4 separate regions of the Zea mays genome follow, and regions 1, 3 and 4 are each linked to region 2. The links are chromatin contacts, called in public Hi-C maps. All regions are on one chromosome and are shown on one strand. The core of a region is the stretch at or near the end of the contact, and the rest is flanking DNA. Distances in the headings are between cores, read along the strand shown. Region 1 has its middle 130 kb from the start of LOC100274585. Region 2 holds the start of LOC100382937. Region 3 has its middle 13 kb from the start of LOC111591033. Region 4 has its middle 45 kb from the start of LOC103648929.

Region 1 (2,700 bases), core at 16-2,515, 640 kb before region 2:
ATGTGGACCCGGGGCGGAGGACGATCTTGCGCTGGAAAGTGATGGCCATTGAGCTAGCTTGGATCAGTGACACAGCCCCTACCAGGCGCGCCAGATGTCGATGTTTTAGGTCCGACCGCGCACCCAGGGTTGCCCCTTGAGGTGCTTTTTGGAGTAGGACGGTGTTACCGACTGTAGCTCGATGGTTCGCGCTAGATGCACGAGAGACAGTGGACAATTTTGTACAAGTTCGGGCCTCTTTGAGATGCGTAATACCCTACGTCCTGGCGTGAATACTTTGTGTGGTGAGTTACAAGGAGGTTCTCTAGTATCGAGGATGTTTAGAGAACTGGGTGGATGGCTAAGTAGTGAGATATGTTTTTGAGGGGATGCCCCCTAGGCCTTATATACTCGACTGTGGGGCATTACATGTGGATATGATAACAATGTGAGACTAAGTAATAGTGAACCGACTGAACATATCTTCCTATAATTCCGCCGACCTATCTCCGCTCTGTTCCAATGTATGGGGCCCCTGCGCGGGAAGGTCGGATCCTTGTTGCGGTTGCCGTTCAAACTCATCGGGCCGTCTGGGCCTGTGTCAATCCACTTTACCGGACGTGCCTCCCCAGGCCCACGAAGGGATGGCCTTGCGAATTATTGGGCCCGCAGGCCTTTCGCGAGGTATTTTAGCCTTCCAGTGGATCCGGGGATATCTGTCCCCCACAGACCCTCAGAGGTAAAGTCAGTATTTACCCACATAACCCTAACTAGGGTTACTTAACAAAATCAATATAATGTCGAACTGTTTGAGGAAGTCTTCCAAAGCCCAAGAACCACGTGCGCGCACTGTGTGCGAGGAAGTTGAAGCCCAACACAGATTTAGAGATTAAGCTTTCGATGTCCCACCGAAAGAAAATTATATGAGAGTTACAACCCACATTATAATCGACCTTACAAGGCTTATGCTGTTCACAATCACATACAACAGCAGGCCTTATTTGTTGTCGTGTTTTATCACAAATAACTCTGTCGGGCTGGTGTTGCAACTTGCAAATCTGAGTAGAGTTATTTGTTTTTGTCTGCGTAGGTAACAGCTACATGAAGTGTAAATAGTAGCCGGCTTTAATACAAAGCGATACACGATAGTAAATGTAAATGAACTGAGGCCGCACAGCCTGAGCCCAGAATTACCCGTAGATGCGCGGGATTAGGCCCATCAAAAACGAATCGTAAAGGTCGCTTACACGCACGCTGTGCCCCTCAACTGGGTCGGATCTTGAACTGGGCTGTCAGTTACATGCTCAACCCCTCAATCTGAGTATGGGCTAACCTGAACAACCATATGTTGCTCCCGAGTAGGCGGGCCGATCAAATGCGCATAGTTGATTAGTTGTTACTCGTGATGTTCTCCGTTTCTGATTGACTGATAAAGGCCGTACGAATGCTAGACAGCAATATCCTAATACTAGAAACTAATGCAGTTCTATGTCTATTAAATTGTACAGGTACTGCACATTAAAAATTATAATTTCGCTGGGTAATTTTTAAAAATAATCTTTGTCCAAATTCATATCTTTTTTTCTTTATTATTTGAGTTCAGAAATAGTCTTTCTTTTGTGCTCTCAGACTGCTGCCTTGCCTAGCGAATGGACAAACCGCACCTCTCGTTTGGAGGGAACGTCATTTTCCAGGTCCGGTCCTGCCAATTTCCGGGCTGAAATCGAACTAAAATATGGTAAAAATAATATTTAATGTATATATCTAACATTACAATACTTAATACTTTTCTAAGGGTAATACTGATATATAATAATTATGTATATTAAATTACTTTAAAAAAGAAAATAAGGTTATTTTCGACGTAACCTCAATTAGGGTCTGTTTGGTTAAACTGTGGCTGCAAAAAATGTTGACGTGGACTGTGAGTTGTTAAAAAAGCTGTTGTGTATTGTGAGCTGTTAAAAAACTAAAAATCGTTTGGTGTAAATCACTAAAAATCGTTAAAAGTTCTTTAATATATGTTTTTATAGTTTCATATGAAAGCCACTAAAACAGAAACAGGGGTAATTTCAGTTTTATACTACGAGAAAATCGATTTTTAGAAAAAGTTGTTTTCTTAATCTAACTCTTTGGTTTGACTTTTACGAGGCAAAAGATAAAGCCAAAGATCGAAACAAACACTGTCATTCCCTCGTTCTCGCGCGCATCTCTCGTCCAACAGCCACCACTATCGTCCCTCCGCCGGCCCCTTCCCGACTTCTCCACATCCTGTGCTTCCTGCTGTCAAAGTAAGTTTATTTGTTCTATACATTTAAGCGTAATATTGGTGTAAGTTGATTGTTGGTATAGGATGGAAGATTTTGTGCACAAAAAAATGATTGGTATATTTTACACGAATAAGTGTTTGTTATTTCGATGGCTCTAAATGATTAGAGAATTTAATAAGGTTATTTTTATCGACCGACATGTGTTTAGAATATTAAAATTCTAATTTCTATTGACAATTATTAAACCATTAGAAATAAGGTTATAAGTAGGTCATTTAGTACCGTGTTTGTTAAGATAATCATGTTAATTAGAGCATGTTCTAAACCTCTAAAACTAATTATTAGCGAGCTAATAAGTTATTAGCTGTTTTAGCTAGGTTGAGGCACCTATCAATTAATTGTTATTTGAGAGGTATAACTGATAATTAACTGGTCCATTAGCTGACCCGTT
Region 2 (2,700 bases), core at 137-2,636:
ATTTTTATAGGTCACGCTGTTGGAGGTGGGAGATCTCACAGCGAGAACATATCTAATGCACATGAAAGATTGGTGCACATATTAAATCATCACCACTCATTTTAGATCTAATGTCTCTGGTTGTTTGGTATATTTTGCTAAAAACACCCTCCAAAGTGGTGGTGTGTAGTGGTGGAAGGTGTTATTTGTAAATTGAATGATCAACCAGAGACGTTAGATCTAAAATGAGTGGTGATGATTTAATATGTGCACCATGTGCACCCATCTTCTATGTGCACTAGATATGTCCTCTCTCACAGCAGGCTCATGGAAATAAACAAAATTCGCCCTCTGGGTTCTTTTGGCACACCAATTCTGCTGGGATCCTCAGCTCATGGTAATGCAGTTAATTAAGGTTTACTCATGTCCCCTTTTTAAAGTAGAACTGAAGAAATGATGTACATACAGTAGCTAGGAAATCCTAATTTTGGCGCACAATTCCCTCAGTGACAAGAGGCGGGCGGAAGAGGGGAGATATAGATATACCGGGAGGCTACGAAACTCCTTGGTAAGCGTGGCGGGCTTCCCGACCTTCTTGTCGAGCGCCTTCAGCGCCTGCTTGCAGAGCCTCACCTCGTCGGCCGTGAGCAGCTTGGGGGGCGGGTCAGCGTCCGGGTCGAGCGGGTCAAACTCCGCCGCCGGCAGAGAAAGAGGAGGCGGAGTCGACGAGCGGCGGCGAGGGGCGGGGCCCCTGCCACCCCTCAGCGGCGTGTTCCCCGTGGCTTCGGTCTCGCGGCGGCGGCGCTTGGAGGCGTGGATGGTCGGGGGTGAGGGGGAGCTGGCGGGAGAGGCCGCGGGGGGAGTCGTCGGGGTCGCCGTGGCGGACGGTTTAAATAAAGCGGACGGCAGCAGGCCGCGGAAGTGGATGGGTTGGAATTCTCTGTGGTGATATGGGGTGGAAGATTTGACTTCGGAGGCAAGAAGACGACGGGTGGGTGACGCTGACGGCGACGAGAGCCGCGGGTGACGCTCGCTCGCTCTAGATCCGACGCGGAGCAGGTGGCCAGGCGCCGGCGGCGCGCGGGAAGGGACAGCACCAGCAGCGGGCTCGTCCTCGTTTTGAAATGGTGGCTTCTGCTCGCGGTTGCACGGGAGGGGAACCGGGGTGAATGGAATGGCGGACTCGACGGCGACTCGGCGAGGCGAGAGCCGAGAGGATACACGCAACGGAAAAGTAAAGCCGCTCACTGGATTCGAAACCGCCAGCAGTGGTGGGCCCAGGCCTACCATCAATGTCATGGTCTATGCACCTAGGCTATTTTCAATTGACGTTCTTTTTTATTTGTTGTGCTTTATTTTTATTTATTTATCGTGTTTTATTTTTTTATTTGTGGCGTTTTATTTTTAAAATAAACTTGCTGATGTAGCAAGGTATTTAATAAGATATTCGAGAACGAAAGTAGTATTCATTAATAATATAATATATAGAAATCTTTGTTGGTGTGACAAGGTATTTAATAGGAGTGAGAATTAATTGTATCTTAAGTAAGATACTTTTTTGACACAATATCTTAGGTTATGGTAAAAAAATGTTTGAGTCCATTCTTATCGACACAACATCACAACAATTAAATAGTTAAAACATATGCGTATGATACTGTTGGGGCCTTCTATGCCGAAGATCACTTGCCTAACCATTTTACTTCGACACAAGCTAGTGTGTTTTAGGAATATCTCTACTAATGGACGAAGCCAACCTTCGGCCAGGAAGACGTGCAGAGTAGCTTCGCACATGACGATCACTTGAAACTCGAAGATTAACGAGTGCACTTCAGAAATGTTCTTATAGGAGTACGAAGCCAAGCTTCGACAGAGAGCGACATACAAAAACACTTCATCTATATGCAAGCGGTAAAGACAGTGGCCGAAGACAGCAGCTTCAGCCAAATACTGAAAGAAAGAAGCAACTGAATGACGAAGGCTGGGACTCGTGGAGTCAAGGACGAAGAAAAGTACGTTGTTGCCCCTAAGTTGTTTGTAAATGACTTATGTAAAATTGGATGGATATTATTGTAAATCCATACTAGGTCAGTTCATCTCCCCTATAAATAAATGAACAGTACCTCGCATAAAGTACCTTTAGCTAGGTGCTACAGCTTCGCATAACTCAGCCTCTGAAACACCTTCGCGCTATCTTGCATCAAGAAGCCGAAGGTATGATTGTAAGCTTGTTTTGTATGAGAAGAGAAATAAGATGCTAAGGCATATGAGACGAGTTCTCATATCTCACTTTGTCATACTCTTCGCATTCTATTTGATTACATTCAACCTTCGTCCTCGAAGAGTTATCCTGGAGAGACAACATTTCAAGGACGAAGGCTTCTACCTTTTAACATTGTGTTGCCTTGTTTTTTATTCCATATAGCAATCGAAAACAAATGACCAACATTGGCGTCCACCTTCATATATCTCACAACCATGACAACCTTCATCACGATGAAGAGCATGACAAACCATCAAGCTTTGTCAACTTCCATGGAGAAGCTTACTCTCCCCATTATCGGGGGCTCAAGCTTCGAACCCAGTAATAAAAAGCAGAAGAAAGAAGCCAAAGAAGGGTACAACATGTTGGTGTCCAAGGACCCTTAATCAGGGCCAGATGGTCCCACATCTCCATTACTTTTTCTCAGGATGATCTTCGTCTCAAATATTACCCACACA
Region 3 (2,700 bases), core at 143-2,642, 780 kb before region 2:
ATTTGGAATTATATGTTTGTGAATGTGAGGTGATGTTAAATTTGTGAATGTGAATACTTATGTGAATGTATTTGTGATTGTGAATATGTGGTTGTATATGAACTCTGTGTATATGTGTATGCAATCTGTGTTTTTTTTGTAAATGTCAAAAATTAAAAAAAACAGATTTTTTTTGTAGTTGCTGAAATTTGTTATGTCCGACGGCTTAAGAAAGACCGTCGGAGATAACACGTGTTTATGTCCGACAGCTGATGCGAGACCGTCGGACATAAGGGATGTGGGCCTCACCTGCGCCCGTTAAAACGGTTGACATATATTATGTCCGATGGACTGACGTGGCCATTGGAGATAGCCTATGTCCGACGGCGGCCGTCAGACATAATACTATTTCCGACCTCTTATGTTCGACGGCCAGTTGCCATCGAAGATAAACGGATGCCGTCGGACATGAGCTATCTCCGACGGTTTAATGTTTATGTCCGACGGCCAAGTTTTGTGATTTACTGCAGTGAGTAGTAGTAGTAGGAGGAGGAGGAGGAGGAGCTAGGATATACAACAATTCTTCCTCCACTATAAACTGGGAGTAATATATATCACTATCGACTTAAGCCACTAGCTATCAGTAATTAATACAGTATCACTCTCGGTGTTGGTGGGTGGATCGTCACTAATCATTTTTTTAATATGGAGCCTGATTAGGACTAGTTTGGGAAAACCGTTTTTCCAAGGGATTTCAATTTTCCTAACGAGGCGTTTAGATCCCTTTATTTTAGAGGAATTGGAATTCACTCCTAAAGTAACTCATTTAGTTTGGAATTTGACATTCCACCACTTTCCAAATTCATGTGGTGGGGGATGGGAAATGATTTTATACAGTAGTAGAATTTGTTTCTACTCTTTAACTTATATGACACTCTTCGTCTTACTCCTCTATAGTAAATATATAGCACGTAAATATCTCTGACATCTTGCTAATAATAGTATACAAATATATTTTGTATAAAACCGAATTAGTTTAATTGATATATGCCTAAATTATTATTATTAGAATGGAATTTAATTCCAATGATTCAAACGGGGCGTAAGGGAAAATGAACTAATTTCTCTTGAAAAAATGAAAATCCTTTGGAAAATTGGGTTCCCAAATCAGCCCTTAATTTTAGAAATTTAAGTTAAAAACAGTAGTAAAGAATTAATAATAATGTTTTCAACGCAACCGGCGGCGAAGATCGGTGAAGTTCGACCGATGCAACGCACTTGTCTTCCGGCCGTGGCTTGGCTTGATTCGCTAGCTATATATAGCTAGTGCGCGCGCGTGTGGTGACCACGCCACCAGCAACACCTCGCGCGCGCGGCGGCACCGGCCGGAAATAGTGGCCTGGGAGACACGTAGAAAGCGCGAGGATGGCACGCGGCGGCGAAATGCATCGAGACCGCCGAGACGTACGGCTCTGGCTGTGGCCTGTGGAAAATATGGATGATGACGCGCGTCGACGTCGGACGCCCATGATCGCTATTCGATCGGGTGCGTGTGTGGCGTAACTGTATGTAGTAGAGGCTGTGTTGTTGTCGTAGACAGTACTATACATAGGAGCGCTGCATGCATGCATGTACGTAGCGTGTACATGTGACTGTGTCTGCATGTATAGCCTGAATACGCGCTACTACGTACGACTCTTTTCAGTTTCGGGTCCAATCATCCTGACGCGCGCGTGGTTCTCGTTCTTATGACGTTTGTGCTGCAAACTAGGGGTGTAAACGGTACGGATATTATCCGATCATCCGACCGTCCGAAGAGGCTAATTATTCGGTTGGATAGTTTTTTTCGGATATCCGCAGAATTTTCGGATTTCGGATTCGAATTCGGATAGTACAGTTCGGATATCGGATACAAATATGATATGACTGATATCCGTCGGATTTCGGATATCCGGATATCTTCTCGGATAACTGTCCGGATTTCATATTTCGGATATCCGGACATCTACCTAGATATCTTACCAGATTTTAGATTTCAGATATTCGGATAGTTACATGAGGAATCGCCCTAAATATCTAAGTTTCAACATAATCAATACTTCACTTTATCATTTTCATATGGGGATTTGAGGTTATGTTCTTATATAATGTTTATTGTTCCTGGTAACATATTTGCAATTTTCGGTCGATAGTGGAATATTTTATGAATTTAAATGCATTTTGATAATTTTCTATAGAAAAAATATAATAATACACAAATAGTCTCAAAAAATCGTGAAATTTGACGGAGGAGCAATATATGCCCATATAGCATCCTCAAAAATGTTTGGGCCATAAAATCTAAAGATTGCCAACATTTCTTTCAATTCACTTTCACTTGTTATGTGAGTTACATGTGATATCACCTTAACTATCCAAGTTTTAACATAATCAATACTTCACTTTATCATTTTCACATAGGGACTTCATATTATCTTTAATAGAATGTTTATTGGTCCTGGTAACTTATTTGCAATTTTTGGTAGACACTAGGTTATTTTATAACGTTAATTACATTTTGATGATTTTTGTAAAAAGAAATTAATAATACACAAATAGCCTTAGAAATTCATAAAATTTGATGGAGGGTTAACATTTGTCTACATAAAATTCTAAAAAATGTTTGGGCCATAAAGTCCATAAGATGCCAGTGATTGTTTTCATTTTCTTACACTTGTTGTG
Region 4 (2,700 bases), core at 166-2,665, 770 kb after region 2:
TCTTGCATTAGTGAGGATCAAAGCGGTTAAAGGTAGGGGTTCAGTTGATTAGTGCTGAATTCAGTTTTAAGTAACTGAAAACTGGGTTCAGTTTTTGGGAGCAAAAAAAAAGCTTTCCACGCTGCAGCTTTGTTTCCCTTGTCTATGATTTGAAGCTGTGATTTAAAATGCAAAAGGCTAGTAGTTGAAAGGGGATTTCAAGTCAATCCATTAGCTGGGCGTGTTGTGGTGTGAATTTGTTTTAGTTGGACAGGAGGGAGGGGAAGCGGCGTGCTCAAACTGCACATCGGCATGAGCTTGCTTGCTTGTCCTGTGTGCTCAGCATAGAGGATAGATATGAGGCTTCAAATATCTGAGTATTGAGAGGAAACTTTGGGGCTCTGAAACTTTTGACATGTGTGTTTTAGCAAGACGGTAGACTTTGCTTTGTGAGAATATTTGGTTAGCCTTGGTCGATTTGTTGCTGTTGGAAATAGAGAGATAAAGGGGTAAACAGAAGGGGTTCAGGTGGACACTGGAGTGTTGGACTCAAATGAATTCAGTGTTGGTTTCTAACTCTGAAAAGATCTTTGTATCCCTGCTGTGCTCCACTGGTTTGTCAAGACTGAGTTATGGATGAGTATTACAGAGAGTGGCTGTGGAGCTTCTAGTGTCTGATGGGTTTCACTAATGAAAATATCTGCACATGGGTGGAATTCAGAGTTATCCGATAAAATCCTTACCCATTGCCGGACCTGGTTCACTGCCCCGCTGTCCCTTTGAACCAGCGTGGTGATGGGTGAGTAAAGCCACGTAGCCAAGCTCATGCAACCATTGACACCTCAGGGCCCTTGTCTTGCGTGGTCTGATCATGCTCGACCGGCGTCTGTTTGCCTGCTCCATATTGCCACAATCTTGGTTCAGTAAAGCCCTACCTCTATCCCCGGGTCTAACCCAGCTCACCGTGTGTTGTTGTGTTTCATGTTCCCACGTCTACGTTAATCCTCCCATGTCACCCCAGTTGTTTGCCCAGGTCTATCGCGCGCCGTCTTCCTGTAGCCTGTGACCACACCGTCCAGTTTCCCCACCCTGCCGTGGCCAGGGCTTTCCGGGGGGTTGTTTGTTTGTTGTGTGCATGTTCCATCATCCCCTTGGGTCAGTGAAACTCTCCGAGCTTCCCTTTCCATCTCTGCCGCAATAATTCCTCGGGAACATCGTGGCGTCGTCGGTGATTACCGCTTGGGGCAACCTCGTCGTGGCCGGCCTTGTTGGGAACTGGTTGCGTGCACGCTACGGATCAATCCACTTCGGGGTGAGCCACTGGTGCTTTCCCTCTTCTTGTTTCGAGCTCTATCATGCTGTTGGACAGTGTGTTGCTGCCGGAGTTTGACGCCACCGCCGGTGCGTGCGAAGGAGGACGCGGGCGCGTGCGTGGTAGAGCTTTGGGCTTCCTGGCGCTAGTTTTCTCTGGTGCTGGGCCAATTGGGCCAGTTCCGGCCCAAGCTTTGTGTATTGTTTTTCTTTGTTATATGCCTGATGCCTTGTTTATTATGCCAGAAATCGAAGAAAATTGCAAAAATGATAGGACAAATTTTGTTAGGTGTATAAAATCAAACACTCTCTGGTAGAAACATTCTTGGAATTTTTGTAGAAAATATATATTTTTAGAGGAATAAAAGGTGCCGTAAAATGCTTATCTGAAATTTTAGTAACAATAATACAGCACTAAAAAGTTATGAGAAAAATTATGTAAGCTTATGTTGAGCATATGAACCTTTGGTAAAAATTTGGAGCTGTTAGGACAAGATTTGCTTAGCAAATTAATTATTGCTCAATAAAGGAAAAGAGTTTTACCCCTGGGTAATTAAGGCACCTGATGTCTTAGTAAAGAATGAAATTGTTTAGCAAGTTTTGGATGGTTAGATGAGTTCTAAGGATAAGTAGCTACCTGGTAGTTATGGCTTGTGATGATAGCTTGCATGTTAAGTCTAGGAGTAATATGTGTTGTCTCCTTTGCAAGTTGCATATTTCTAGTTTAAGCAAGCATTCATATTCATATCATTTCATGTAGAACACCAAGAACGAGAATTGGTCCTTGTGAAGAAGGAACCTACTCCAGTGCTATTGATCCAGGGATGGGCCATCTAACTGATCATCGTGTTAGAAGTATCTAGAACCTCTTCTCTGCAACAAAGGCAAGCCTCGGTGCATTTGCCCCTTCCTTGTGTTTTAAATGTTTTATCACCTTAAATGATGCATTAGGTGATAGGAGTTGTGTGATGAACAATTGATGCATTACCATTCCTTGGAATTTGAATACTATACCTTGATCCCTGATTTATAAAAAGAACTGATAATGCTTAACCCTGCTTAGAAACTGAAAAATCCTTTGTTTTCAAAAACAATGGTGTGGAACATTGGTTATGGGCTTTTTGATTCAAAAACCAAAACAAACTAAGGTGATGAATCCTCTATGGCTGGAGTGGACTCGGCACTCGAAAAGAGTATCCCTGCCGGGTACCAAAAATGGGAAAAGGGTTTGAATAAATCTAGACCAGACGTTGAGCAGACAAGGTCGCCCGTCTGTGTCGGTTAAGGATCGTACCGTTGACTGGCCTGTTGTGGTTGAGACTTTGCAAATAGCAACATACCCTGGTATGGGATAGGGTAAGCTTGAACTCGGCTATTCCATACGTGAAGAGACAATCGCGCACTAGGAGT

What was found. A called contact is a pair of places that touch in the nucleus more often than the background predicts.
Region 1: a Hi-C map of leaf shows a contact between it and region 2, with 5 times the contacts expected there. The contact joins the enhancer-like site here to the promoter of LOC100382937 in region 2. A contact is called at or near these places in 4 of 25 Hi-C or Micro-C datasets (ear and leaf).
Region 3: a Hi-C map of tassel shows a contact between it and region 2, with 3 times the contacts expected there. The contact joins the enhancer-like site here to the promoter of LOC100382937 in region 2. A contact is called at or near these places in 2 of 25 Hi-C or Micro-C datasets (ear and tassel).
Region 4: a Hi-C map of ear shows a contact between it and region 2, with 2.6 times the contacts expected there. The contact joins the enhancer-like site here to the promoter of LOC100382937 in region 2.

What each region holds. Positions count from the first base shown.
Region 1 is chr2:136,767,321-136,770,020 of Zm-B73-REFERENCE-NAM-5.0, reverse strand. No RefSeq gene overlaps it. Among protein-coding and RNA genes, the nearest start is that of LOC100274585, 130 kb to the right of the region's middle. Within about 2 kb of position 1,265, at least 16 of the 20 cell types and tissues checked have an H3K27ac peak or open chromatin away from gene starts, as enhancers often do. A contact at or near this core is called in ear and leaf, where this site is marked.
Region 2 is chr2:136,132,190-136,134,889 of Zm-B73-REFERENCE-NAM-5.0, reverse strand. It overlaps LOC100382937, which reads right to left and starts at 1,386. Exons shown (of 9, transcript NM_001175623.2): 1 at 526-1,386. The coding sequence starts at 1,278.
Region 3 is chr2:136,911,298-136,913,997 of Zm-B73-REFERENCE-NAM-5.0, reverse strand. No RefSeq gene overlaps it. Among protein-coding and RNA genes, the nearest start is that of LOC111591033, 13 kb to the right of the region's middle. Within about 2 kb of position 1,392, at least 13 of the 20 cell types and tissues checked have an H3K27ac peak or open chromatin away from gene starts, as enhancers often do. A contact at or near this core is called in ear and tassel, where this site is marked.
Region 4 is chr2:135,360,211-135,362,910 of Zm-B73-REFERENCE-NAM-5.0, reverse strand. No RefSeq gene overlaps it. Among protein-coding and RNA genes, the nearest start is that of LOC103648929, 45 kb to the left of the region's middle. Within about 2 kb of position 1,415, at least 7 of the 20 cell types and tissues checked have an H3K27ac peak or open chromatin away from gene starts, as enhancers often do. A contact at or near this core is called in ear, where this site is marked.